Linked DNA regions of Mus musculus: regions 1, 3 and 4 are each linked to region 2. Evidence: chromatin contacts called from public promoter capture Hi-C data. All regions are on one chromosome and are shown on one strand. The core of a region is the stretch at or near the end of the contact, and the rest is flanking DNA. Distances in the headings are between cores, read along the strand shown. Region 1 holds the start of Tefm (transcription elongation factor, mitochondrial). Region 2 holds the start of Lgals9 (lectin, galactose binding, soluble 9). Region 3 holds the start of Suz12 (SUZ12 polycomb repressive complex 2 subunit). Region 4 holds the start of Atad5 (ATPase family, AAA domain containing 5).

Evidence for each region. Promoter capture Hi-C pulls out the DNA fragments that hold promoters and counts their contacts.
Region 1: a promoter capture Hi-C map of liver shows a contact between it and region 2, with 2.6 times the contacts expected there. The contact joins the promoter of Tefm here to the promoter of Lgals9 in region 2. A contact is called at or near these places in 2 of 39 promoter capture datasets (both in liver).
Region 3: a contact with region 2 is called in a promoter capture Hi-C map of liver, with 2.5 times the contacts expected there. The contact joins the promoter of Suz12 here to the promoter of Lgals9 in region 2. A contact is called at or near these places in 4 of 39 promoter capture datasets (the C10 cell line, liver and pre-B cells).
Region 4: a contact with region 2 is called in a promoter capture Hi-C map of pre-B cells, with 3 times the contacts expected there. The contact joins the promoter of Atad5 here to the promoter of Lgals9 in region 2.

What each region holds. Positions count from the first base shown.
Region 1 is chr11:80,140,443-80,146,738 of GRCm38.p6, forward strand. It overlaps Tefm (transcription elongation factor, mitochondrial), which reads right to left and starts at 1,711. Exons shown (of 4, transcript NM_183275.2): 1 at 1,635-1,711. The coding sequence starts at 1,677.
Region 2 is chr11:78,979,996-78,986,340 of GRCm38.p6, forward strand. It overlaps Lgals9 (lectin, galactose binding, soluble 9), which reads right to left and starts at 4,929. Exons shown (of 10, transcript NM_001159301.1): 1 at 4,783-4,929. The coding sequence starts at 4,821.
Region 3 is chr11:79,991,146-79,997,712 of GRCm38.p6, forward strand. It overlaps Suz12 (SUZ12 polycomb repressive complex 2 subunit), which reads left to right and starts at 1,961. Exons shown (of 16, transcript NM_199196.2): 1 at 1,961-2,454; 2 at 4,472-4,518; 3 at 4,600-4,664. The coding sequence starts at 2,175.
Region 4 is chr11:80,084,535-80,091,237 of GRCm38.p6, forward strand. Atad5 (ATPase family, AAA domain containing 5) reads left to right here and starts at 4,866. Exons shown (of 23, transcript NM_001029856.2): 1 at 4,866-5,302. The coding sequence starts at 5,237.

The DNA of each region.
Region 1 (6,296 bases), core at 461-2,960, 1.2 Mb after region 2:
GAGCTGGTTGTAGTTGTGCACACCTTTAATCCCAGCACTGGGGAGGCAGAAGCAGGAGGATCTCTGAGTTCAAGGGCAGCCTGGTCTACAGAGGAAGTTCGGGACAACCAGGACTGCACAGTGAAACTCTGTATTGAAAAACAAACAAAACATAAAGAGTAGTTTTACAATAATTACAGTTATCTATCTTTGAGGGTTTGTTTGGTTTTTGGTTGGTTGGTTGGTTGGTTTTGATCATTGGTAGGGTTGGGTTTGTTTGTGGGGTTTTTGTTGTTGTTTTCTTTTTTGAGACAGGATGTCACTGGATAGTCTTCATACTCAAATTCAGTATGAAGACCAGGATGGCCTTGACTTCATAGTAATTCAGCTGCACCAGGATAGCCAGTACTACACAGAGGCGCTGTCTCAAGGAAGAAGCTGTAGTTGCCTGGCACTGTAACTCCGTATGTACAACCTCAGCACCTGAGGGGCAGTCCATACAAGATTCAGATTCCAAGAGTTTTATGACAGTCTGGACTACCTGAGACCTCATCTCCAAAAATTTAATTAATTAAAATAAAGAAATTGTAGTCTTCTCGGGATAAGTAGAGTCCACCTTTAATACCAGCATTTGAGCCAGGCAGTGGTGGCACGTGCCTTTAATCCCAGCACTTGGGAGGCAAAGACAGGTCGATTTCTTAGTTCAAGGCCAGTCTGGTCTACAAAGTGAGTTCCAGGACAGCCAGGGCTACTCAGAGAAACCCTGATTCAAAAAAACCAAACAAACAAACAAAACCAGCATTTGGGAGGCAAAACCAGGCAGACCTCTGAGAGTTCATGGCCAGACTGGTCTAGTACAGTGTTCCAGGCAATGAGACTGTTTGCTAAAGTAAAAACAATCAAAAAAGTTAAGGGCCAGTTAGATAGGACCTAGTTTCTGGCAAGGCCTTGGTTTCTATACCTAGAACCACTTAATTTTAATTAAAATTATTTCAAATGTCTGCTACTTATGGCATTTATAATATTATGAGGATTTTTTGTATCGCCTCTTATGATTGATCTCCAGTTCCATTTTTTACTAGTTTATCATCTGATGGAACTAAAGGAAATTAAACTTTATACGTTTATAATAAATGTTTTAGCTGGTCAGGAGTGGTGTTCCTCACTTGCAATCCTAGCATTTAGGAGATGGAAGCAGGAAGATCAGGATTTAGCTACATAGTGAGTTGCAGGCCAGCTTGGGCAACATGGAGCTCTGACTGGGGCAAGCGGGGGCTGGTGATATTAACTAAGTGGTGGGGACGGTTTATTTTGTTCTGCATGGTTCTCAATATTGCTAACAAGGCTGTATTTTTGCAAGCAGTCTACATTGTGCAATGGATAACTTTATAAGACAGTGTAAAGTCATCCTCCCAGCGCGGCCACAGGAAGACGACACAGCCAGAGGCTAAGCGAGCTACTCCGGCCCGGGAAGGGGCGCACGCGCGTGGACCCCGGGCCATTAAAGCGGACGGGCTCCGGGGCTGGGGGACATGAACGCCCCTCAGCTCCGCTACAGCTCCACGCTGGACAACCGGACACAGGGCAGAAGAGAACCACTCCCGGTTACAGGCTAGTGACTGGAAAGCAATCCACCTCGTGCTCAGGAACCCTACCTCCGGCCTTGATGAGGCAAGCAAGGTTTGTCCTCCAAGCCATCGCCAGGCTCTTTCCCACGCCTGTGTTCCTCCTCAACTTCCGGTTTCGTGTGCTCCAACAAAAAGTGCTCGGCCGGGGCTGGGCAGAAGGGTTCCGGCGAAAGCGACAGTCTCAGGGAAATGCCAACGGAGTTCCTAGTAATTGATGGCTGATGGTCTCTGGAGAAAGTGTGGCCGTTCGGGATCGCCGAGATGCATAGGAGTAGACTAGGTTTAATCCTGTTTTGGGGCGAGTCTCCTCTGGGTTCCCAGACACACAGCAGACAGTGGGGAGCCTATATGCACACATGTAACCCTGTCCGGAGTTGAGAGGAGGAGTATCTGGGAGAGATGCACGGGATAAGGCCAATGTATGAGGTCGCTTTGACGCTGGGCACTTTTGACTGTTTGAAAAGGATGGGGGGAGGTGAGTCTGGAGCCACATTTGATCCTTGGAATGCGAAGTGGAACAGTTGAAAAAGTCGGGCAGGTTGCTTGTTTTTTAGTTGCAAAGTCAGATTAGAGGGGCTTTCTAGAAAAAAAGAAAATTGGTCATTTGCAGCCAATGTGAGGCTGGACTGTAGAAGAACCTGAGGACAAGAAAGAGGAATCGGAAAGTTATTGTGATATGTTTTATAAAACAATTGTTGTGTTTTATGGAGCGCGGTATGGTGTGGTGAGGTGCCCATCCTGAGGCATCCCCTCCTCTCCGAGGTACCCAGCTCCAGTATGGCATAGAGTTTATTGGGGGGGGGGGGAGTTAAGAAGGGAGTAGAGGCAGGGAAAGGGGGGAGAGAGAGAGAGAGAGAGAGAGAGAGAGAGAGAACACGAACGAACTGGTGGCCCAGTACACGTTGAAGAGGACGGGGAGGGAGAAGAGGAGAGAGGGGAAAAGGGGTCAGAGAGAAAAGAGTCAGAGAGGGCAAGCAGTTCCTTTTAGAGCAAAGCCAGGCCTACCTGGCTGTTGCCAGGTAACTTGGGCGGGGCGTAGGAGGAATGACAACAGATTTTCTTGCCAAGGCAGAGTGAACTGTGGGGAATGAAACCTGGGCTAAGGAAGAAGAGTGGAAAAGGGTCTAGTAATGGGTTTGTGGTTATATTAGACGTCGTAGCTAACCTATAATGCCCACACTTAGGAGCATGAGGAGAATTGTGAGTTTGAGTCCAGTCTAGGCTATGTAATGAGTTTGAGGCCACCCTAGACTACAAAAATGACTCTGTCTCAAAAGGCATCAACAACAAAAGCTATTCACAGGCTCAGCCGTTCAGAGTACTTGTTGCTCTTGTGGAGGATCCGGCTTTGGTTCACAACATCCACATGGTGGCTGACAACCATCTATAATTCTGGTTCCGGGGATGTCCAATAACCTCTTCTGACCTCCACAGGCACCAGGCACAGACTTGGCACACAGACATACATGTAGGCAAAACACTCATATACACAAATTAATAAGTCTAAAATAAAAGTTATTCTTAAGAGAGCCTGGGGGCTGGAGAGATGGCTCAGCGGTTAAGAGCACTGACTGCTCTTCTGGAGGTTCTGAGTTCAAATCCCAGCAACCACATGGTGGCTCACAACCATCTGTAATGGCATCTGATGCCCTCTTCTGGTGTGTCTCTGAAGACAGCGACAGTGTACTTACATATAATAAATAAATAAATAAATATTTGAGAGAGAGAGAGAGAGAGAGAGAGAAAGAGTGCCTGGTGTGGTAACACATTCCTGTACTCAAGCATGAATTCCAGGTCAGCCTGGGCTGTCATAGTAAGACCTAGTCTTAAAAAAAAAAAAAAAGGGTTAGTTAGGGAAACTCATGGAAATTCTATGAATCTTAATGATGTCTCCAGAATGTAAGGATCTAACAAAAATAAAGACAATTTTAAAATCTTCCAAATTTTTTTTTCTTTTTAGGTTTTTTGAGACAGGGTTTCTCTGTGTGTAGCCCTGGCTGTCCTGGAACTCACTCTGTAGACCAGGCTGGCCTCGAACTCAGAAATTCACCTGCCTCTGCCTCCCAAGTGTTGGGATTAAAGGCGTGCGCCACCACACCCTGCTCAAAATTTTTTAAAACACAAAATTTTATACAGAATTCTTTCATTGAGTACCACAGAGATGCTGAAATGGACCATGGGAAATTTATTCCCTCACACTTCAGGAGTGCAGACACCTGTGACCAGAGTGTCAGGAGGGTTGGTTCCTTCTGAGGACTGCAGGAAATGCATGCTTCTCTCTGACCTTCAGATGACTACCTCCTCCACATATGTGTCACTCTGCTGTCACTAGGCATTCACACGGACATCTCATGAGAACAGCAGCCATGTTGGAGTGGCCACAGATCCAGTCCTGTGTAATCTCATTTTGGGAGAAGGAAGTGTTTTTGAGATAGGCTCTTATGATGTTGCCCAGGATACCCTTGAACTTCTGGGCTCAAGGTCTCCTCTCCTCTCAGCCACCTAAGACAGTGGAGCTATGTCCCAGGTCACTTGTCAGTCTTATTCTTTTGACTGTGTAGTGCTGGGACTTGAATCCAGAGCCTCATGTGTGTTAGGCAAGAGCTACCCATTCCTCAGCCTCCGTGTCATTTCAACTAATGACATTGCCAGTGACCTTCTTTTCAAATAAGGCTGCCTACTGAGGTACTGGGAGTTCCGATTCAATATATCTGTTTTGAAGGATGTAATTGAACCGTTACCTCTCAGAAAATAGTAAGTTCTGGAGTGAAAAGGCAGTCATTTCTTTCTGAATTGGAAGCTTTAAAAAGAAAGAAAGAAAAAAGATTTGGGGGCTGGAGAGATGGCTTGGAGGTTGGAAGCACTGACTGCTCTTCCAGAGGTCCTGAATTCAAGTCTCAGCAACCACATGGTGGCTCACAACCATCTGTAATGGGATCTGATGCCCTCTTCTGGTGTGTCTGAAGACAGAGATGGTGTACTCATATACATAAAATAAATAACTCTTTTAAAAAATATTTATTTTTTAAATTCTTTTAAAATTATGAATGTGTATGCGTGTTGGGTAGGGTGAGGGGTGACCGAAAGTGCAGGCGTCTGAGGAGGCCATAGGACCCCTTGACGTTAGAGCTGTCCAGGAGTCACTGATGTGGATGCTGGGAATAAACTCCGGTCCGCTGCAAGAGCAGTGCTACCTTTGAACTGAGCCACCTCTCCAGCATTTACCTTGAAGTTTTACAATTTCAAATCCATTTATGTATTTGTGACGAGGTTGTGCAGCTGTACACGCACATGCATGATGGTCTGAGGACAATTGACCGGATATGGGTCTTACCTGCTACCACGTGAGTTCCAGGAATCAAACTCAGGTCATCTGGCTTGGTGGCAAGACCCTTTCCTCAGTAAGCCATCTCACCAGCCTATGTAAAAAATAAAATGCCCCCAGGCAGTGGTGGCACTTGCCTTTAATCCCAACACTTGAGAGGCAGAAACAGGTGGATCTCTATGAGTCTGAGGCCAACCTCGTTTATAGAGCTAATTTCAGGACAGCCAGGGCTACACACAGAAACTCTGTCTTCCCAAATGAAAAAACAAAAAACCAAAAACAACAACAACAACAAACTTCATTCTAACGTGACCACTGTCCTCAGGAGATGTCTGTGTGAATGCCTAGTGACAGCAGAGTGACACATCTGTATGTATGACCTGAAGGTCAGAGAGAAGCATGAAATCCATTTCCTGCAGAGTCCTCAGAAGGAACCAACCCCCCTGACACTCTGGTCGCAGGTGTCTGCACTCCTGAAGTGTGAGGGAATAAATTTCCCATGGTTCATTTCAGCAGCTCTGTGGCACTCATGCCTGAAACAAACCCTTCGGAGCCCTCGGGGTGCCTTTGAGATATGGTACAGTTCAGGAAAACACAACTGAGTTCTTGCTAGCTGCCAAAGCAGGGAGTTTCCCCTGAGCCTCAGGTTCCTCATTTGTAAGTTGGAGGCGGCAGTAGCTGCCTCACAGGACTTGGGACACCGAGTAAAGTGAACATATGTACAACATACGCTCTGTGGGTGCTGGTTTTCCCATCAGAGCGTCGTCTGTTCTTCAGAGTTGATGATTAATAGCTTTGACAGGAAACGTCCTCCTCAGAGCCTCCATTCAGAACTGCACTTTGACCAGAGACTGGAGGTGGCAAGGAAAGTGACAGGCTAGTCATCGTGGGTCACTGCAAACCAGAACCAGGGTGCTCAGAATGAAAGTGGTCATCTTCCTCCTGAAATCAGCTGCTTCTCCTTTCCCTGTTTCTTTTTCCAGATAAATGTCCTTGAAACAAATTAATTTTGTTTGTAGAGATATTTTTTTAAAGATTTATTTTATTTTATTTTATTACATGTGAGTACACTGTAGCTGTCTTCAGACACTCCGGAAGAGGGCGTCAGATCTTGTTATGAATGGTTGTGAGCCACCATGTGGTTGCTGGGATTTGAACTCAGGACCTTCAGAAGAGCAGTCGGTGCTCTTAACCACTGAGCCATCTCACTAGCCCAAGATATTTTTTTTAGTCAGTCCTCCATAGTTAGATACGGTGGTGCACATCTATAACCATAATGCTCTGGAGGCTGAGGTAGGCGGATGGAGGCCAAAGGCATCCTGACCTAATTAATGGTAAGACTCTGGCTAGGGTGGGTGTAGCTC
Region 2 (6,345 bases), core at 3,679-6,178:
CAAAAACTGTCTCACCTTCCAATCTAAAGTCTATAGATTTTTTTTTCTTTTTTGTCCCCACTCCTTCCAGCCCAAAGATTTATTTACTACTATTATATGTAAGTACACTGTAGTTATCTTTAGACGCACCAAAAGAGGGCATCAGATCTCATTACTGATGGTTGTGAGCCACCATGTAGTTGCTGGGATTTGAACTCAGGACCTTCAGAAGAACAGTCAGTGCCCTTAACCGCTGAGCCAGCTTTCCAACCCATAAATAAAAAAATTTTTAAAAAAAATCTATAGAACTTCCTTTGACTGTGGCTCACTGGTCTTTGTTCTACATTGCTGTTGGATCTCTACCTTGTTCCTTTCAGCTTCTCCTGTTGTTAATGGCTGGCACTATTAAGGAACTCCATCCTGTCTATCGCTAACCAACACCCCCTCCAGGTTCTCTTATCTAACTGTCACTGACTTCCTTCTGGCCTTTATCCTTGGGTTGTCTGGCTGTCTAGAACCTATGGAAGCCTGTAATGGCTCCCCAGATATTCCAGGCCCATTTGAACTGACCCCACTGTAACCATTTCTGGGAAGTGCCTTCTCACACTTCGTGTTGGCTCTGCCACTAAGTGTTTTGGTAAACCTGAAACAGATCACAGCTTGCCTGTGTCTGAGTTCCTGCATTCACACCCTGCACTCCCATGCAGGCCCATGGAATGCAGGAGACCAGTCAGCCTGAGGGAACTGTGGATTGGCCTTGTTGTTATTTTGTTTCTGTGGTGCTAGCTAAGGATAAAACCCAGGGTCTCAAACTTTCTAGACAAAAAACACTTCCTGTGTCCCTAGCCTGACAAGATGGTTATTGGAAACTCCTCCAGGGCAGGAGAAGTCTTCCAGAGGACTCAAGTGCAGATGCCAGGATCCCTGCCAGGCAGCTCATTACTAGAAATTCCAGCACAATGATCTGACGCCCTCTTCCAGCCTCCTTGGGCACTATACACACATGGCATACACTCACAGAGACACACACACACAAACAAAAATCAAAATCAACCTTTTTAAAAATAAAGAAAAGAAAATTCCTCCCCACTCCTGAAATTGTCCTTAGAACTTTTGCTGGCAGCTGAAGGCTCGACACTTAACCCACCTGTACTCCTTGAAGACCACAAGCTGTGAAACCTGCATAATAGGTATGTGGTCATGAGTGCAGTGCATGATAGGGATGTGGTCACATGTGTGCACAGAAGGTGTGGGAGAAAGACAGAGGAATAATGGACAGAGGTCATGGGAGCAGAGCAGTACAGATCTATCTCTGAAGTATCAATTTTCCAAAAAAAAAAAAAAAAAAAACAAACAACCTTCTTGAGACTTCATGTTTTTGTTTTTGTTTGTTTGAGACAATCTCACTTAGCCCAGGCAGACTGTAGCCAAAGCTGACCCTTGAACCTCCGTCTCAAGCTCCTATGTGTTGAGAGAGCCAATGTGTCCTACCATCCCTGGCTTAGATTTTAGTATTTTTTTTTAAAGCAATAATGCCTTATCTTTTTTTAAGATTTATTTATTTATTATATGTAAGTACACTGTAGCTGTCTTCAGACATTCCAGAAGAGGGAGTCAGATCTTATTACAGATGGTTGTGGGCCACCATGTGGTTGCTGGGATTTGAACTCTGGACCTTCGGAAGAGCAGTCGGGTGCTCTTATCCACTGAGCCATCTCACCAGCCCCAGATTTTAGTATCTTAAATGGTGTTCTAAAGTCTGAGACACATTATTCTAACATGAGTGAATCTTATAAGCAAAGCATAAGAATAGTAAAAAGATGGGGAAGGACCTAAAAGTCCACTAAAAGGAGAAAGTCAATATATAATACTGGAAGCAAATGCTTTGTTGTTGTTGTTGTTGTTGTTGTTGTTGTTTGCTTTGTTTCTGTGATGCTAGGGATTAAACCCAGGCTCTCAAACTTTCTAGACAAGCACACTTCCTTGTATGCCTATACACACAGGATAAATAGCAATAATTGATGCTATTTGCATGTGATGAATTCAGAGTAGAGAGCATGGAGGTGGAACAGTGGAGAGGCAGCACCTGTGGTTATTTATTCATTTTTGTGTGGTTGAGGAGCTCAGAGGACAACACAGAGGAATCGATTCTCTCCTTCTACCCTGTGGACTCCAGGTCACCAAGCTCAGTGGCCAGAGCCTCACCTACTGAGCCCAAATGAGGTCATTGTATAGAAGGTGGGAGGGGCTATTTGTACTTGGTTACTAATTCATAGATAAACTTTAGGACTGAGAGACTTTGGGAAGGTCTGTATGGCACGCCTCACCCTCCCCTCCCCCCCAGCAAAGGCACAGAACCTGGGACTATGTTGATTTAAGTGATGAAAGGGACTGTGCTGATAGGTTGAAGTCCATGGACTTGGGGAGATTGCTAAATTACCCAGTCCAGCCTTAAAAAATCACCAGTATCCTCATAAGAAGGGTCAGGCTCTGAAATAGATGGAAAGAAGAGGTCTGTTCTGGTGAGATGCATCAGTAGATAAGTGCACTCGTAACTGAGCCGGATGATGCAAGTTAGACCCTCAGGACCCAAATGGCGAATGAAAAAGTCTGCCTCCCAAAGTTGTTCTCTGACCTCTGTCACATACACACACAAACCAAACAAACAAACAAAATCAAACAAACAAATACATTTTGTCTAGAAGAAGCGTGGACTGCCGAGACTCATCTTCTACCCAGAGGCTAAAGTCTTTTGCTTCCCTTTCCTGTTGGGACATGCAGAAGGCAGAGCCTACAGACAGAGTATGGTCAGCTCAGTGGTCTACTGGGGCACACAGTCTGGATACCAGCAGTGTCTGGCATATTTTCAAGCCAGAAGGCCCAGCCGTCCCAGAAGTTCAAAGACCCAGACAGTTCCTCAAGCATCCTAACAGCTTTGGTTTTACTGTCTTTGTGGGCGAGGAAACGGAAGTGCAGAAAATTAAGTAACTTGCCCAAAGCTACACAGCTGGTTAACGACAAGCCTGGGGTTCAGACACTAGAACCAATGTTCTCCGTCATAGGTGATATAGGCTCCCTTTCATGAGGAAGCACATACATGCCCTTGGCCCCTGGTCACCAGGGTCACACAAGAGAGTCATACTGCCCAGTCCCATCTTCTTCTGGACCCTCATGGGAGTCAGCAACCAAGCCTGTCCATGACATGGCCCTCAGGCTGTGACAATACTGTTCCTCTGCAGGACAGGAGTCACATGACTTTTGTACAACGTCAGCACTTCAGTGGACGTGTGACCCACAGCTGCAGAAGTCAGTGGGTCACTGAGTGAGACCAGCCAGGTAGGAGGACCTGTGATCCCAGTGCTACGGCGACATAGCCTCCATGTCTCCCACCAAGACCTGTTTAACCTCTCCCCTCCCCCGTGGGAGGATTTCCCTTCATAATTGAAAATATTGCTTTTTCCTTCATTTTTTTTTTCTGATTGTTTTAAAGATGGGGCACTGTTCAAGACCAGGCTGGCCTTGAACTCAGAAATCCGCCTGCCTCTGCCTCCCTAGTGCTGGGAAAAGTCTACTTTCTAAATTCAAGTTGTCAGCTCTGCCTGGTGGGAAACCAGAGTGGGTGTATCATGCCCCTGTGACACGTCCTGCCCTTGAAGGCCCCACAGAGACACTGGACAGTCCCTTCTAGCTTTCCCATCTACCTTCCATGCAGGTCCCAAGTTAGAAGCCTTAACCCTGTGGCTGAGGACACTGGTAGCCCCAAGCAAAGCCCAGAGCCGTGCTAGATCAGGCTCTGACGCTGGGCTCTGGCAGCCAGCTCACCTACAGACCCTGCTATCTCCCACCTGCACACACGGCGACTCTACAGAAGGTTCCTGGGAGCATCACTTTCGTCTCCATTACTGCCATCTCCCCATGAGCATCCCCTCTTCTGGGAAAAGCACTTTCCTTCGCTGTCACCCACCATCTGAGGACATGTGGCAAGGCCTCGACCTCTCAAAGTCTCAGTGTCTCCACTTACAGTGTGGCTACTAAGCTTCCTAGTGTATAAACAAAACCACCTATAGACAGGGGGTGGAAAAAGGAGCCCAAGGCAGCCCTTTGCACCCTGCACTAAAAGACAGTCCCTACTTGCCTGTCTGCACACACTCTGGAAGTGTTCTTGGGTGAATTCTGATGTGGCCCTTGGAGAACAGAGGGGAGGGCTTCCCTGTTCCCCTCCCGTGCACTCCCAAGACACCTCCATGTTCCAGGTGCTGTTTAAACACCCACGTGTGCTATCTGCTTTCTCCTTGTTTTAACCTCAGGAGACAGACTAAGTATTATTTCCATTTTACAGATACAGAGAGGAGAAAGTACTGCGCGTGCGACATCACCTAGTTTGTAAATGGCTGAACAGAGATCCTCTCTAAGGCAGACACTTTAAGTGTCATGTGAATATCTGCTACCTGCTACCTCCCCCCACCCCCAACAAGCCCATCCACATCATCATATAAACCGTCTCCTTCCTTTGTAGATGCTACCAGGTAGCATGGAACAGGCACATGTTAATTCACCTCATAAATCATAGTGAGTGGCACCCTTGGGTCCTCAGAGGCACAGCAAGCCTAGCATGAGACACGAGCTGCATCAGGATGACCCAGCTGACATGCCTGGCATGTTTGTCCCTTATGTGCTGTCTGCAGGACACCCCACCCTCTATCTGTGCCACTCCGTTGTTTCCCCACAGGTCCAGAGCAACTTCCCCTGGATGTGGCCGTTAGCTTTTCCTCAATCACCCCACAACTGCATCCCACAACTCACCGGGTTAATGTATGGAGACTGGGCACTGAAGAGAGCCATCTCTTCTATCTCAGGGGAACCAATGCTCTCTTCCTCACTCGATGGTGGACGACAGAACTCTGCGCAGGGCAGGGCTGAGCTAGGAAACAGAAACCACAGCTATTTGGCACTTCTTCAAGGGGAGGAGCTCAGTGGCTGAGGGAAGTGTCTAGAGAAAAAGAAAGCTGATGTCAGGGTGGAGGGCTGGAGGTGGGACTCAGTGGGAGGACCTAGGACCAGTGGACACTGGGTGTTCCCTGCTCTGCCTTGACTTTCCCTTCCTGTGCTCTGCCCAGAGAACCAGTCACATGGCCAGCAGGCGTTCCTCGACAGCCTCGGCCAGAAGTGGCTGTGCTTCTGAGCCTGCTTCCTCACCCCATCTAGCAGAGCTGAGCCTTCATTTGTCCTCTGGGTGGGCATCCGTGGAAAAGACCTTCCTCAGACCTTTGTATGTGCAGAGAAAACAGTGCTCAGAAAGACCAAGGGGCAGCATGAGCAAGGTTACACAACTCCTTACGGGCACTCCGAAATCTCTGTGATGCTGTAGGCTTCCAAGAAGCATCTCTCCCTGGTGTGAAAGCTTAACCATGGAGAGCTATTTTGCAAGAAACACACCACCGCTGAGGTTGTTAATGTGGACTATGTGGGGGCCCTGGGAACTTCATTGCCATCTGCCTGTGAATTTGTCTGTTCTCCTTGTCTCTCCCCTCTGTCCCTCTGTTTTGGGGTAAGAAGAGGAAACATACTTTGGACACAGTAGAATATTCCAAGTGACAAGGGAGGAGACCCTAGGAAATATTTGAAATAGTTTTGAAGCCAGGAGAGATGACCCATCATGAATTCCCAGCATGCCTAGTCTACAACATACATAATTGCTCCCTCCTCCTTTCCTCCCTCCCCACTTCCTCCTTTTCTTCATGTAGACCAGGCTGGCTTTGAACCCAGTATGTAGCCAAGGATGGCCTTGAACTTCTTCTTTTTTTTAATAATTTTTATTTTTTATTTATATGTAAGTACACTGTAGCTGTCTTCAGACACACCAGTAGAGGATGTCAGATGTCATTACAGATGGTTGTAAGCCACCATGTGGTTGTTGGGATTTGAACTTTGGACCTTCATAAGAACAGTCAGTGCTCTTTTTTTTGGTTTTTTGTTTTTGTCTTTGTTTTTTGTTTTGTTTTGTTTTTGTTTTTCGGGCAATTAGCGCTCTTAACCAGTGAGCCATCTCTCCAGCCCCAACCTTGAACTTCTGATCCTCCTGCCTCTACCTCCCAAGTGCTTGGATTATACCTATGACTCACCTCTACCTGATGGTGCCGGGGTTAGGACCTAAGGCTTCCTATGAGCTAGACATGCACTCCACCAACTGAACTACATCACCAGCCTTTCCCTGCCTTAAACAAAAACACAAAACCAAAACCCAGCTCCTGCAGCTTAGGTTATGAGTTAAGGGAAATAATCAGTGAAGCAAAGAATTGCAGGACAGGTTTGGGGTGGGGGTGGGACTGGGGAGCCAGGAAAACAGACTTACCTGGACTCATTCAG
Region 3 (6,567 bases), core at 711-3,210, 1.0 Mb after region 2:
TTAATGTTGGTTAGCACAGATGTATAACATCACATTAATGCCTGCTACTACCATTTCCTTTAAGAATACCCCAAATCCCTTAGGTGCATTTCTCCTTTCATCAAACATTCATGATAATCTTTCACTTGGTTATTTGACTGTATTTGTCCCTCCGTCCTCTCCCTCCCTACAACTGAACCCTGACAAATGATGAAGAGGGAACATTTTGACAGCTATATAGTTGTCACATAGTTAAATTAGCACTCTAGTTTGTAATGCGATATTTTTGGATTTGCTTAGAGTAATTTAATTATTCAGACCCTGACTGAATTTCCTAACGCTATAAAGCAATACCGCAGCTAAAACTCCAGAAACCTCGGTGGGGTGGCATTCATCAGAGACGTTCTTCAGAAACATAAGGGGGAAAAAAACCCACCATATACCTATTTTGCAGTAAGAAATATTCTTAAATACAGACTAGTATAATGAGAGCATTCTAAAGTTTCTTCTTAATATAAAACATAACGTGGGGTTGGACTTACAGCTCTGCAGTTGAGAGCACTGGCTGCTCTCTCAGAGATCTCTATTTGATTCTTAGCACCCACCCTAGGCCTCACAACCACCTGTGACTCCATTTCCAGGAGAGGCAACATCCTCTTTTGGCTGTAAGGACCGCAGCATACGACCTTGGTGTAGACTTAGGCACAGGGTTCCTCTGTATAGCCCTTGCTGTCCTGGAACTCACTTTGTAGACCAGGCTCGCATCAGAAATCTGCCTGCCTCTGCCTCCCAAGTGCTGGGATTAAAGGTGTGTGCCACCACCACCGAGCATAAAAACATTTTTAGAAAGTTAAAATATAAGCAATATAAGCTGGTTATTTTGTCTAACTTGAAATCCAAGTTATTCAGAGTAAGCCAATTTGTACCAACAGACTTAGGTCGGGTCTGTTTATCTTTTTTTTTTTTTTTTTTTTTTGGTTTTTCGAGACAGGGTTTCTCTGTGTAGCCCTGGCTGTCCTGGAACTCACTTTGTAGACCAGGCTGGCCTTGAACTCAGAAATCCGCCTGCCTCTGCCTCTGGAGTGCTGGGATTAAAGGCGTGCGCCACCGCCCAGTTTATCTATCTTTTTAAACAAGACACTCAAAACACAGCGTTCCTCACAAGCTTTTGGCAGTACAATAAATAAAACTTCAAGAAATGTCTTTACTTCGAATCACCTATTTGTCTCAGAGAAAATGAAGTATCTACTTTGCTCGCATCGTGTTGAGAAGCCACAACCCAATTCCACAGAATCCCAAAACCTCACATCACTTAACAAAACAAAACCAAGTCTCCTTAATTTCTGAGAAACGGCCGCCACAAAATAGGTCGCTCCCTTTCGTAGGCGAGCCCTTCACGTCCGACAACCCAGTGGCTGCGCTAGGGGATTTCGGCCATGGGTGGCTTGGGGCACGTGGCGGCCAGGGGATCCGATCTCCTCCTGCCTCAGTGGAGATGAGACTGAGCACACAGCACCCCCGGGGCAGGTCACTTCCTGAGACCACACAGTCTCGGGATCCGCGGTGGACCTCCGCTCCTTTCAAAGGCCCCTTCGCCTTCAGTTTCTCAGTCACCCGCCTCTCTCTCCAGGGGACCTCTGCCCCCCTGGGGGCGGCGACTGACGAAGCTCTCAAGGCGAGAAACGGCTCCCAAAGCCGCTCGCGAGTCCCCCTCTGCCCACAATGCACCGGGACGAGCAGGAAGGCCGCTCCGACCCCTCATTTTCCCGCGAATTCAGTTCAAAGAGGCGTCCGGGCCCGCGGTCGGCAGCGCGCACGGGCCAACCAAGCCGCGCCTCCGCGAGAAGCGCCTCCGCGTGACTGACGGGGGACTCTGCGGACCAACGGGCTGGGCGGCCCGGCGGCGCGCGCTCCCGCCGGCCAATCAGAGCGCCGGGCGGGGAAAGTGGGCGGAGCGAGGCCAGGGTAGGGTGAGCGGCCTCCGAAGCGGAGCGGGGCTCGGAGGAGACACTTTTTTTTTTTCCTCCCTCCTTCCCTCCTCTCCTCCTCCCTTCCCTTCCCCTCTCCTCCCCTCTCTCCTCCTTCCCCCCTCGGTCCGCTGGAGCCTGCTGGGGCGAGCGGTTGGTGTAGCAGGCGCGCTCACTCTCCGGGGCCGCCCGGCGGGTAGCTGGCGGGGGGAGGAGGCAGGAACCGCGATGGCGCCTCAGAAGCACGGCGGTGGGGGAGGGGGCGGCTCGGGGCCCAGCGCGGGGTCCGGGGGAGGCGGCTTCGGGGGTTCGGCGGCGGCGGTGGCGGCGGCGGCTTCGGGCGGCAAATCCGGCGGCGGGGGCTGTGGAGGCGGCGGCAGTTACTCGGCCTCCTCCTCCTCGGCGGCGGCCGCGGCGGCGGCGGCGGGGGCCGCGGTGTTGCCGGTGAAGAAGCCGAAAATGGAGCACGTCCAGGCTGACCACGAGCTTTTCCTCCAGGCCTTTGAGAGTGAGTGTGAGCGGCTTCGAGGGCAGGGGTGCCCCTCTCCGGCGTTCGGGGCACGGGGCACTCCGCCGGGTTCTCGGAGAGTCCACTTGCTTTGGGAGTGGAGGGAGGACTCGCTGGGGAACGCCGGGGTCCCGAGCAGGTCCCTGACTCCCGGAAGGGTCGCCCCGGGGCCCCCAGGTTCAGAGCAGCCTTGGAGGTGGGGACGTGACGGTTGAACTGAGCGCATATAGATCCCGAGACGAGTTGGTGTTTTCGTTTGTGTCTTCCTTACTCCACAAGTACAGGGATTATAGTTGTAGGTTTCGGGGGGACGAGACACAGCCTGTCCGGAGATGAGTGTTGTAAAGCCGAGGAAATTGTCATGGGTCTGAAATGCGTTCGTACCCACTCTGGCTGCGTGTGAGTGAACACGCAGCATTTGAAACCTTTTAAGCTTTTCAAACCTTTCCGCCCATTTTATGGGTGCGTAGACTGAGAGAGACAGAATGGGGCAAGCGTCCTCTCCGTGGACAACCTTGGAGTTGTTTCTTAATTCCAGAACATTTTTTTTTTAAATCCCGGTTTTTCGTTTTAAAAGATGCGTGGAGGGCGAAACTGACTTTTTTGGAAAGGGGATCACACAGTGCCTGGAAACAAACAATAGAATTTATAAACATTATGACTATAAATAAAATTGTTACTAAGTGGGCATTATATCCTGATGGTTTTGCACCTCTTTTGTGTAGATAGTGGAATTTAGCAATCTTCTAGCTGGGTATTTTACGGCAACTTGAATGAAGTCAGCTTTGCCGTTGAATCTCTTTATTTACACTATATCCGTGGCATATGTTATGGGCTTTGGTATCAGCTGTGCTTGGAAAGACGTTTTACATTGTTTTAATACTCTTCCTTCATTTTCATTGATTCTTCGTGAAATTCTTATTGGAATTTAATACAAATCATTTCGATTTTTGAATATTGAAACAGATAATTGGTCATGCTTCAGAGATCGTTATTCTTTTGCTTAATATACTTTTACAAAAATCTGAAAAGCTTTTAAATATAATCAGAACTGAAGGACAGTAATGAGAATAAATACACTTGTTTGTACCTCTTCTAAGACATCTCATCTCCTTTTACTTTAACTTGAAACTAAAACTAAATTGAAGATTAATTGGAAATTTAAAACTTTCTAAATGTTATGAGAAAACCAATCCTCTAGGAAGGTTTTAACTACTAGCTTTCAATGAAATCCACTTGCAAGAAAACAGTTACCATTAAGAGTTAGATCTTTTTTTTACCCCTAATACTTAATTCAGTTTCTAGACATTAAGTTCTTAATGTAATTATTAATATAGGTATTTGTAATTACATTACCATGTCTTAAAGAAATGTGATTCTGGTAGTTATCTAATATTACTGGAATGGGGGAGTTGTAGGAAGATATATTTCAACTATTTAACCTAAGCCCTTTATAATAATTTAAATTTTAAGCATTAAAAATTGTTTTGGGGAAAAATGTTTTTGGAAGCTGTTATGAGTTTAAGATAGAATTTTACAATACTAATTTTTTGATCCTATCTGTATTAGAATGTTTGTTAAGAGTTTAGTTTTGACTAGTTACTACAAGTTTTTTAATGGCCAACTAAAGTGAAATTTTCATCTTGCTTGGCGTAAATGTGTGTGTGGAGTAGAGCTAAGTCAAGGTACTTAATTTATTGCTCTTTGCTTTGCTCACTGATGGTGGCTACCACAGAAAGGATTAGTGACAGTGTAGAGAAAGACCCTTAGGTTTTACCTTCAGGGAGGAGGAGGGGGCGGGAAAAAGATTTTGTGAGTATATGTCTTGGACTGAATGACCTTTCCTGCTTACTAGTTTTCTAGATATAAATATGTAGTAAACTATTTCCATAATGGGAGATTGATTGCTTTATATTGCTTAGGGTGTGGGTTGTCTTGGGCTGGGTTGATAATTTACTGACAAGTTCATTAAAAAGTACATTTAGATAATGTTTGGATTTTGTTTCCTGTTACCTAGAACCAACACAGATATATAGATTTCTTCGAACTCGAAATCTTATCGCAGTAAGTAGTCAATGAAATTCACCAGTATTATTTCATTCTTATAATTTCATCTGTAACTTTAATCTTTTTAATTTTTTATAGCCAATATTTTTGCACAGAACTCTTACTTACATGTCTCATCGAAATTCCAGAACAAGCATCAAAAGGTATGTTTTATGAATCTTATTTCAAGCTGATGAAACTATAGAAAGTTTTGTCTTAGAGTGTGGTAGAGCAGCTCAGGAAAATGCACTTTAAAGTTCTGATCACATATTAGGAAAATTGAAAGATCAACTTGTTTGAAAAATTTAAACGTATCTCTTTTGTAATTCTAGTTTGTCACTAGTTTCTTTTTTTTTTTTTTTAAAGAAAGATTTATTTATTATTTATTATATGTAAGTACACTGTAGCTGTCTTCAGACACTCCAGAAGAGGGAGTCAGATCTCGTTACAGATGGTTGTGAGCCACCATGTGGTTGCTGGGATTTGAACTCTAGACCTCTGGAAGAGGAGCCATCTCTCTAGCCCCTGGAGTTCAGTTCTTAATATAATGTATATATTTACGTTTATGTATAATACGTACTATTAGTATAACAGTATTTTGTGGGGAAGGACACTGTTGGGAATTGAATTCCAGGTTTTAGGCATAGTAGACACTTAGCTATTACCACTTAGCTATATCCTTAGCCCTCATGTTACTCTCTTTGAAGTCGTACCATCAGTTATAATATTAATTCTGGTGTATTTGTTAAACTCATACTGGAGTCTTCAAAGAAGTATTCAAATACTATAGGCTTAACCCTACTGTGATACAGTAGGATTAAAGATGAGAACACGCGCGCGCGTCACACACACACACACACAGAGAGAGAGACAGAGAGAGAGAGAGAGAGAGAGAGAGAGAGAGATGAGAACACTTTAGTTTATTTTTGGAGAAAGGATTTCACAGTGAATCCCAAGCTGGGCTGGAAGTTGTAATCCTCCTGCTTCAGATTCCTGGGTACTTTGATTATAGGCATCCAGCTATACACCTGACTCAAGAAAGAACTTTTTATTGAATCTTACCTTATTAGATATCTTTTGAAGTTATTTGAAACCCTTCCATTCCCCTCTCCCCATCAAACGTCTTGTAATTTTAATCATTTTATTTTTTGGTGACCATATGGTTCCTATTTGTTTCATTTGTTAATCTCAGCTGTTGTGTGGTGTTGATCTTCTAAAGAAGTGCTTGCTGTGGGGAGGAGCTACTTTAGTTTTTTTAGTAGTTGTTTTCTTTTTCCCTACAGGAGGCTAGATTGCCCTTATGATCTTACCTATTTCAAATGGCTGCTACTGTTCAGTTCTAGTGTCTTCAAAATGTTCAGTTCCAGTTTTTTCTAAATGAAACTCAACATTGGAAGAAATGCTTCAGTTTTTGAGTCTTAACCTTTCTTCCTGAAGACAGATTTAAGTTTTTTTTCTTAGTTATCAAAAAATTACCATTCTTTCTTGTTCTGTTGTATGGGCATTTGGTGTTTGGCTTGTATGTATGTCTGTGTGAGAGTTACAGAGTTACATGTGCCTGCGACATGTCAGCTGCTATGTGGGTCCTGGGAATTGAACCTGGAACCTCTGAAAGAGCAGTCAGTGCTCCTAACTGTTGAACCATCTTTCCAACCCCTGCAACCTTGTTACTATTCTTAAGTTATTTTAAGTTAAATGGTTAAAGTTAAGTAGTAAAATAATTTTTTTAAAATCCTTCAATATTTATACTTAACAGTTATTTGTAATGAGCCTGAGTTTTTTTTCTCCTCTTATTTGTAGATTGAAAATAGATACCTTTTTTCTTTCTTTCTTTTTTCTTTTTTTTTTTTCTTTCGAGACAGGGTTTCTCTGTGTAACAGCCCTGGCTGTCCTGGAACTCACTTTGTAGACCAGGCTGGCCTCTACTCAGAAATCTGCCTGCCTCTGCCTCCCGAGTGCTGGGATTAAAGGCGTGCCATCACTGCCTGTTGATTCTTTTTATTAGAGAACAGTTGAGTATTTGGCCCGGCATAGTGGCACACATTTGTAATATGAAGTCAGGTTATT
Region 4 (6,703 bases), core at 3,616-6,115, 1.1 Mb after region 2:
TCCTTCCTTCCTTCCTTCCTTCTTTCCTTCCTTCCTTCCTTCCTTCCTTCCTCCCTCCCTCCCTCCTTTCCTTCCTTCCGTTCTTCCTTCCTACTTTTCTTTTCTTCTTTTAAATTTTTAAAAAATGTATTTTATGTGCATTGGTGTTTTATCTGCAATCGCGTCTGTGTGAAGGTGTCAGATCCCCTAGAACTGTTGTCACAGACACCTGTGAGCTGCTGTTGTCACAGACGCCTGTGAGCTGCCATGTGGCTGCTGGGAATTGAACCACAGTCTGGAAGAGCAGCCAGTGCCCTTAACTACAGAGTCAACTCTCCAGCCCCTATTTTCTTAATATAGGGATGGAGGGATGGAAGGCAAAAATTTGTATGTAGGATATCTTCACTACACACACATACACACAGGGAAAGAAAGAAAGAGAGAGAGAGAGAGAGAAAGAAAGAAGAAAAAAGGCACCTGAATGAATTCTTGAGAAACTCTTCTGCCCAGCCATGAGGTTAGGGAGTGCATTGCTATTTGAACTTTATAATTTTATTTTACATTTATTTACTTGCTTATTTGTTTACTTTTGTATGTATGTATGTATGTATGTATGTATGTATGTATGTATTCTATGTGTGCCATTTGTAGAAATCAGAGGAAAACTCACAGAAGTCAGTTTTTCTCTTTCCACCATGTGAGTCCAAGGAACCAAATCTAGGTTATCAGTCTTGTCAGCAAGCACCTTTAACCACTCTTGGGCCCAGCTTTTGTTTGCTTGATTTTGAGGCAGAGTCTGTCAGTCTCTCTGTCTGTTGTCTCTTTTTCTCTTTCTTCCTCCCTCCCTTCCTTCTTAATAATGTTGGCTGTCCTGGAACTCACTCTGTAGACCAGATTGGCCATGAACTCAGAGATTGCCCTGTGTCTGCAGGGTCTAAAGGTCTGTGCCACCACACCTGGAAGGCCCTGCTATTTTCAACCTAACAGAGGACATTTCTAAAGAGTGAATCATCCTGTGGCTAGAGTGACAGGAGAGGAAGAGAATCCAGAAGCAGCAAGGGCAGATGCCAACTGGCCATGGAATAGCTCAGATTACAAGGATCCAGAGGAGGGCGTGGGATTAGCCTTCCCCAAGTCAGTGGGACAACCAGGGGACTGCACTGACACCAAAAGGACAAGAGAAAGGGTTATGAAGCGCAGAGACGATGAGCAGAGGCTTAAGTACCTCTGAGCACAAGAACAGTTTGGTGACAGTGCTCACCTAAGATGTGCAAGGCCCTGTTTGGTTTGACATGTCACCACCTCCCAGCACTGCACAAAAACAACGAAAAAGAGGAACTCCAGAGTGGGCCCAGCAGTTCAAAGTGCATACTGCTCTTGCAGAGGAACTGAGTTTGGTTCCCAGTGCCCATGTAGGGTAGCGCCCAACCCCCTTGTTACTTGCAGATGAATGTGATGCCTTGGCCTTCTCACATGTTTGCACATACCACACATAGACACACACTCAAACACATAAGTAAGAATAATAACAGTAAGCCCGGTGGTGGTGCATGCCTTTCATCCCAGCACTCAGGAGATAGGCAGATCTCTGTGAGTTTGAGGCCAGGCTGGTATACAGAGTAAGTTCTAAGATAGTCAGGGCTACACACACACACAAAAAAAAAAACCCTGTTTTGAGGGCCCAAAAGAGTAACAAAAAAATTCTTCAAAAGATTTTAAATAGTGACTGGAGAGATGGCACAGCAGTTAAGAGCACTGACTGCTCTTTCAGAGGTTTTGAGTTCAATTCCCAGCAACAACATGGTGACTCACAACCATCTATAATTGGATGCAATGCCATCTTCTGGTGTGTCTAAAGAAAGTGACAGTGTACTCACATAAAAAAAAAAAATAAGGGGCTGGTGAGATGGCTCAGTGGGTAAGACTGCTCTTCTGAAGGTCAAGGAGTTCAAATCCCAGCAACCACATGGTGGCTCACAACCATCCGTAAGGAGATCTGACTCCCTCTTCTGGAGTGTCTGAGGACAGCTACAGTGTACTTACATATAATAAATAAATAAATCTTTAAAAAAAAATTAAAAAAAAAATCTTTAAAAAAGAGAATTTAAATAGCTGGTCATGGTAGCACACACCTTTAATTCCCACACTCTGGAGTCAGATGCTGGGAGAGATCTAGACTGGTCTACAGAGCAAGTTACAGGACAGCCAGGGCTACATAGACCCTGTCTCAAAAGAACAAAAATAAACAGGAAACCAACCACCAAAAGTAAACATCTCTAAGTTATAGCTCCCCCCCCCTCCCCCCCCCCCCCCCCCCAGGCAGGGTTTCTCTGTATAGCTCTGGCTGTCCTGGAACTCACTTTGTAGACCAGGCTGGCCTCGAACTCAGAAATCCGCCTGCCTCTGCCTCTCTAGTGCTGGGATTAAGTTATGCTTCTCTTTTAAAATGTCAAAGTGCTTACGTGAAAGGCTGGATCATGTGGCTGTGTACAAGCACACACAGCACACACTCAGACACAAAATGTTTAGAGAGCAACTAAGAACGAAACCAGCAGGGGGCGCTCTGCTTGCTCTCACAGTCCAGCCCTGACAGCACAGACTAAGTGGAAATGTGGAACATAATGCATCAGGTACAATGGAAGCTCAGAAACCTTAAGTTTAAAGCACAGAATTTTGACTGAGGCAAAGCAGGTGTGCAGAGGTTCCAGGGACAGTTTTTTTTTTTTTTTTTGTTATTTGCTTTTTAAGTTGTTTTTGTTTTTTGAGATAGAGTTTCGTGGGGCTGAGGCTGGCCTCAAACATACTGTGCAGTGAAGAATAATCTTGAACTGCTGACCTTTCACCTCTACTTCCTAAGTGCTGTGATTATAGGTGTGTGCTACTATATCCGATTAGCCCCTGGTATATGTGTGTGTGTGTGTGTGTATGTATGTGTGTGTGTATATATGTGTGCTATGTATATGAATATTTTGCATGCATGTATGTTTCTGTACCCCATTCATTCAGAGTTTTTGTGCCTATGGAAGCCAAAAGAGGGCATCAGATCCCCTGGGCCTGAAGTTACCTATGGTTGTGAGTAGCCATGAACCTGGGCTCATGGTTTCCCAGTTAGGCTGGAGGCCGGGCCCCGTTGTCCTCCTATCTCTGCTGGTCTCAGAGCTGGCATTCCAGCCATACACACAATGCCCAGTGTGTTCCACGGGGCTGGGATGTTTTCGTGATTGTGCTGCAAGCTCTCTGATCCTCTGTGGCACTCCAACAACATTGACAGTCCACTTACTTGTTCTTATTTTTATTTATTTTTAAATTATGTGTGCAGTTGTGTGTCTGTCTGTGGGTATGTGGGTGTGTGTGAGTGAATACCTGTGAAGTCCAGAACACGGCATCAGATCTCCTGGAGCTGGAACTAAGGACTGTTGTGACCTACCTGACTTAGGTGCTGGCAACCAGACTCAGGTCCTCTGCAGGTGCAGTCTACGCTCTTTTTTGTTTGTTTGTTTTTTGTTTTGATTTTTTTTTTGAGACAGGGTTTCTCTGTGTAGCCCTGGCTGTCCTGGAACTCACTCTGTGGACCAGGCTGGCCACAAACTCAGAAATCCACCTGCCTCTGCCTCACAAGTGCTGGGACTAAGGCATGTGCCACCACTGCCCCAGCAGCAGTTAAATCTTTAACCACTGTGACTGGGTTTTACAAAGACTGTTTATAATGGTTAATTGTGGGCTGGGTGTGTAGCTCAGTAGCCCAGCCCATGCTTTCTGAGGCCTGAGAGATGACTCAGTTGTAAAGGGCTTTGTTGCTCTTGCAGAAGACCTTGGTTTGGTTTCCAGCATCCACAATGGTAGCTCAAAACTGCCTGTAATTCCAGTTCCATGTTCTCTTCTGGCCTCCAATATATACACACCAGGCAGTGGTGGCGCACGCCTTTAATCCCAGCACTTGGGAGGCAGAGGCAGGTGAATTTCTGAGTTTGATCTACAAAGTGAGTTCCAGGACAGCCAGGGCTATACAGAGAAACCCTGTCTCAAAAACAAACAAACAAACAAACAAACAAACAAGAAAAAATATATTTGTGTGTGTGATGTGTATAATATGTTCCTGTGGGTTAGTGCAGATGTACATACATACATGCAGAGTACAGAGATCAACATGAGGTGTCTTTTGGCTGCCTCTTTTCTTCCTTTTTTAGATTTTTCGTGATAGGGTTTCTCTGTGTAGCCTTGGCTGTCCTGGATTTCTCTCTGTATACCAGGCTGGCCTCAAACTGCTGGTCTGCCTGTTTCTGCTAACTCCAGAGTGCTGGAATTAATGGTGTGAGTGTGCCTCCGTTGCCTGGCTCCTCTATCTCTTTTTATCTTCTGTCTGTCTGTCTTTCTGTCAGTCAGTCTATCTACATATCTATCTATATAACGACAGAGTCTCTCGGCTGAAATGGAACTTTCTACGTAGTCTGGCCTCAAACTTAAAGATATCTGCTGCTCTGCCGTCCAAGTGCACCACCACTTCCTGGCTTCAAAAATATAATTTTAAGAATAGCTAAAGTCGCCGGGTAGTGGTGGCACACGCCTTTAATCCCGGCACTTGGAGGCCAGCCTGGTCTACAGAGTGAGTTCCAGGACAGCCAGGGCTACATAGAGAAACTCTGTCTTGAAAAACAAACAAACAAAAAGAACGGCTAAAGTCTAAGTTAATTCGGCCACCAAATGATTAGGTAATCTTAGACAAAACACGTCTTCAATAAGTCAAACTTTAACATGGAAGTGCGAATCTCTGAAATTCAACTAGATTCCTAATCTAAAATTGCTACAATCGCGCGCAGATTCGCCAAAGGAAGTAGTTTGTCCTTCGCGGCTCACCGTCTGCGCAGCCTCCGACAGCGGTCGTAGGCTCCGCCCCCTGCGCTCCGGACGGCGGGAAAACCCAATTGACAGAACTCCCGCCGAAGCCCCACTAGTCCGATCTGCGTTCTGTGGGGCTCGAGCGCTTATTCTGGAGAATCTGCCCCGGGGGCACCTTGTATTGTCCCGCCGCCACCTCGGGGCCTGAGCCCGGGCTTCCCGTACATCTCTGTCTGAGTCTGACTCGGCGGCCCTGGGCCCAGCCTCTCACTCGCGTCCGGCCGGTGGTCTCTACGAGACCCGAGACGGGCTCCCCGGCTCGCAGCTCGCTCCCACTGGACCTGCCGCCCCTATGGCCTCCAGCCAGGCTGGGCCGGACCTCTGAAGGGCCTAGGAGCCCGGGTTCTAGGAGGCAGAGATCATGGTGGGGGTCCTGAGCATGGCGGCGGCTGCAGCACCCCTTCCTGTGAAGGACTACGAGATTGAGGTGAGGATCCGTCAAGTTCCTTTCTGCCAGTGTTGGGGAATTGTGGCGTGAGGATGGGGGGAGTCCTGCGTGCTTCTGGGACGAGGAAGGAGGGACACGATGACCCACAGTCATAATTTTGTGTGGGATAGTTGCCTCAGTGTGCCGTGTAAAGCTCTCACAAAAGCGTTGGCATTTTAAGATATTTTCGGGCTGGTTGTTAAGTCAGGATTTGAAAACTACAGTTCCCGGGTCCTTGAAACGTTGGTGGAATAGCATGTCACCAAGGATTTCAGGGTCACTTTCTTTGTTCATGATGATGTGGGATCACAGAACGGCGAAGAAGATGAAGCTTTAAGTTCAGCTAGTCCCGTACTAATACCTGTCCTAGGAATTCCATTTAGAATGTCACTTAAATGGATCAAGTAAGGAACTTACCGTGACCGCAGAGCTTAATGTAATGTAGTTAAGAGTCTCAGTGACATGTAGGTGCTTAATATTTACCATGTTTTAGAGAATACACTAAGTAGAGGACAGTGCTTAATGTAGGAAGCCCTTGCTTTCTGAGAAAGAAAGAGAAATATATACTAAACAACTATAAAGATATTCTATGCCGTTTAGAAGTAGTTTTTAGGATCTTAAAGTACATCTCTGACCTACTTTTTCTTCTGTCATCATTACAGGCTTGTGCCTCTTCAGAGATGCTATGGTTTTTATACACCATATACCAGGCTAGCTTTCTGATGTGTTCTGGTGCCCTTAAAGTGAGCTAAGATGTGTATTCACTTAAATTCTAATTCTTAATTTTTATAATTAAGTAACTTTTTCAGCTACAGAATATTTATATTATTTACTGTGTAGCACAGCACATCTCAAATTCATCACCTACTCACCTCAGCCTGCTTATTCAGGGATCACAGGAATGCACCATTCACACCCCGTTAATCGAGTTTTTTTTTTTTTTAAAAGATTTATTTAAATGAGGACACTGTAGCTGTCTTCAGACACACCAGAAGACATCATATCTCATTACAGATGGTTGTGAGCCACCATGTGGTTGCTGAGAATTGAACTCAGGACCTCTGGAAGAGCAGTCAGTGCTCTTAACCGCTGAGCCATTTCTCCAGCCCCAAGTTATATTTTAAAAATTAATTTGCTTAAGATTTCCATACCAGTAGATGTCAGGTCTAGTACTTGAACTTAGATCTTACTTGAGTGTCTGTTGTGTGGTGCCTCTGATACCATCTCAAAGCTTTAAAGATGATAATAATAAATTCACTTTTAATTCACTTATTATTTCAACATATTTAATTTTACCTCATTTATCTAAATGGTCAAAATTTGTCCCAATATCGTTTATTATTCCTGCCAGTTATTTTGAATGTTATTTTTACCCCTTACAAATTCTTCTTACCCTTTAAA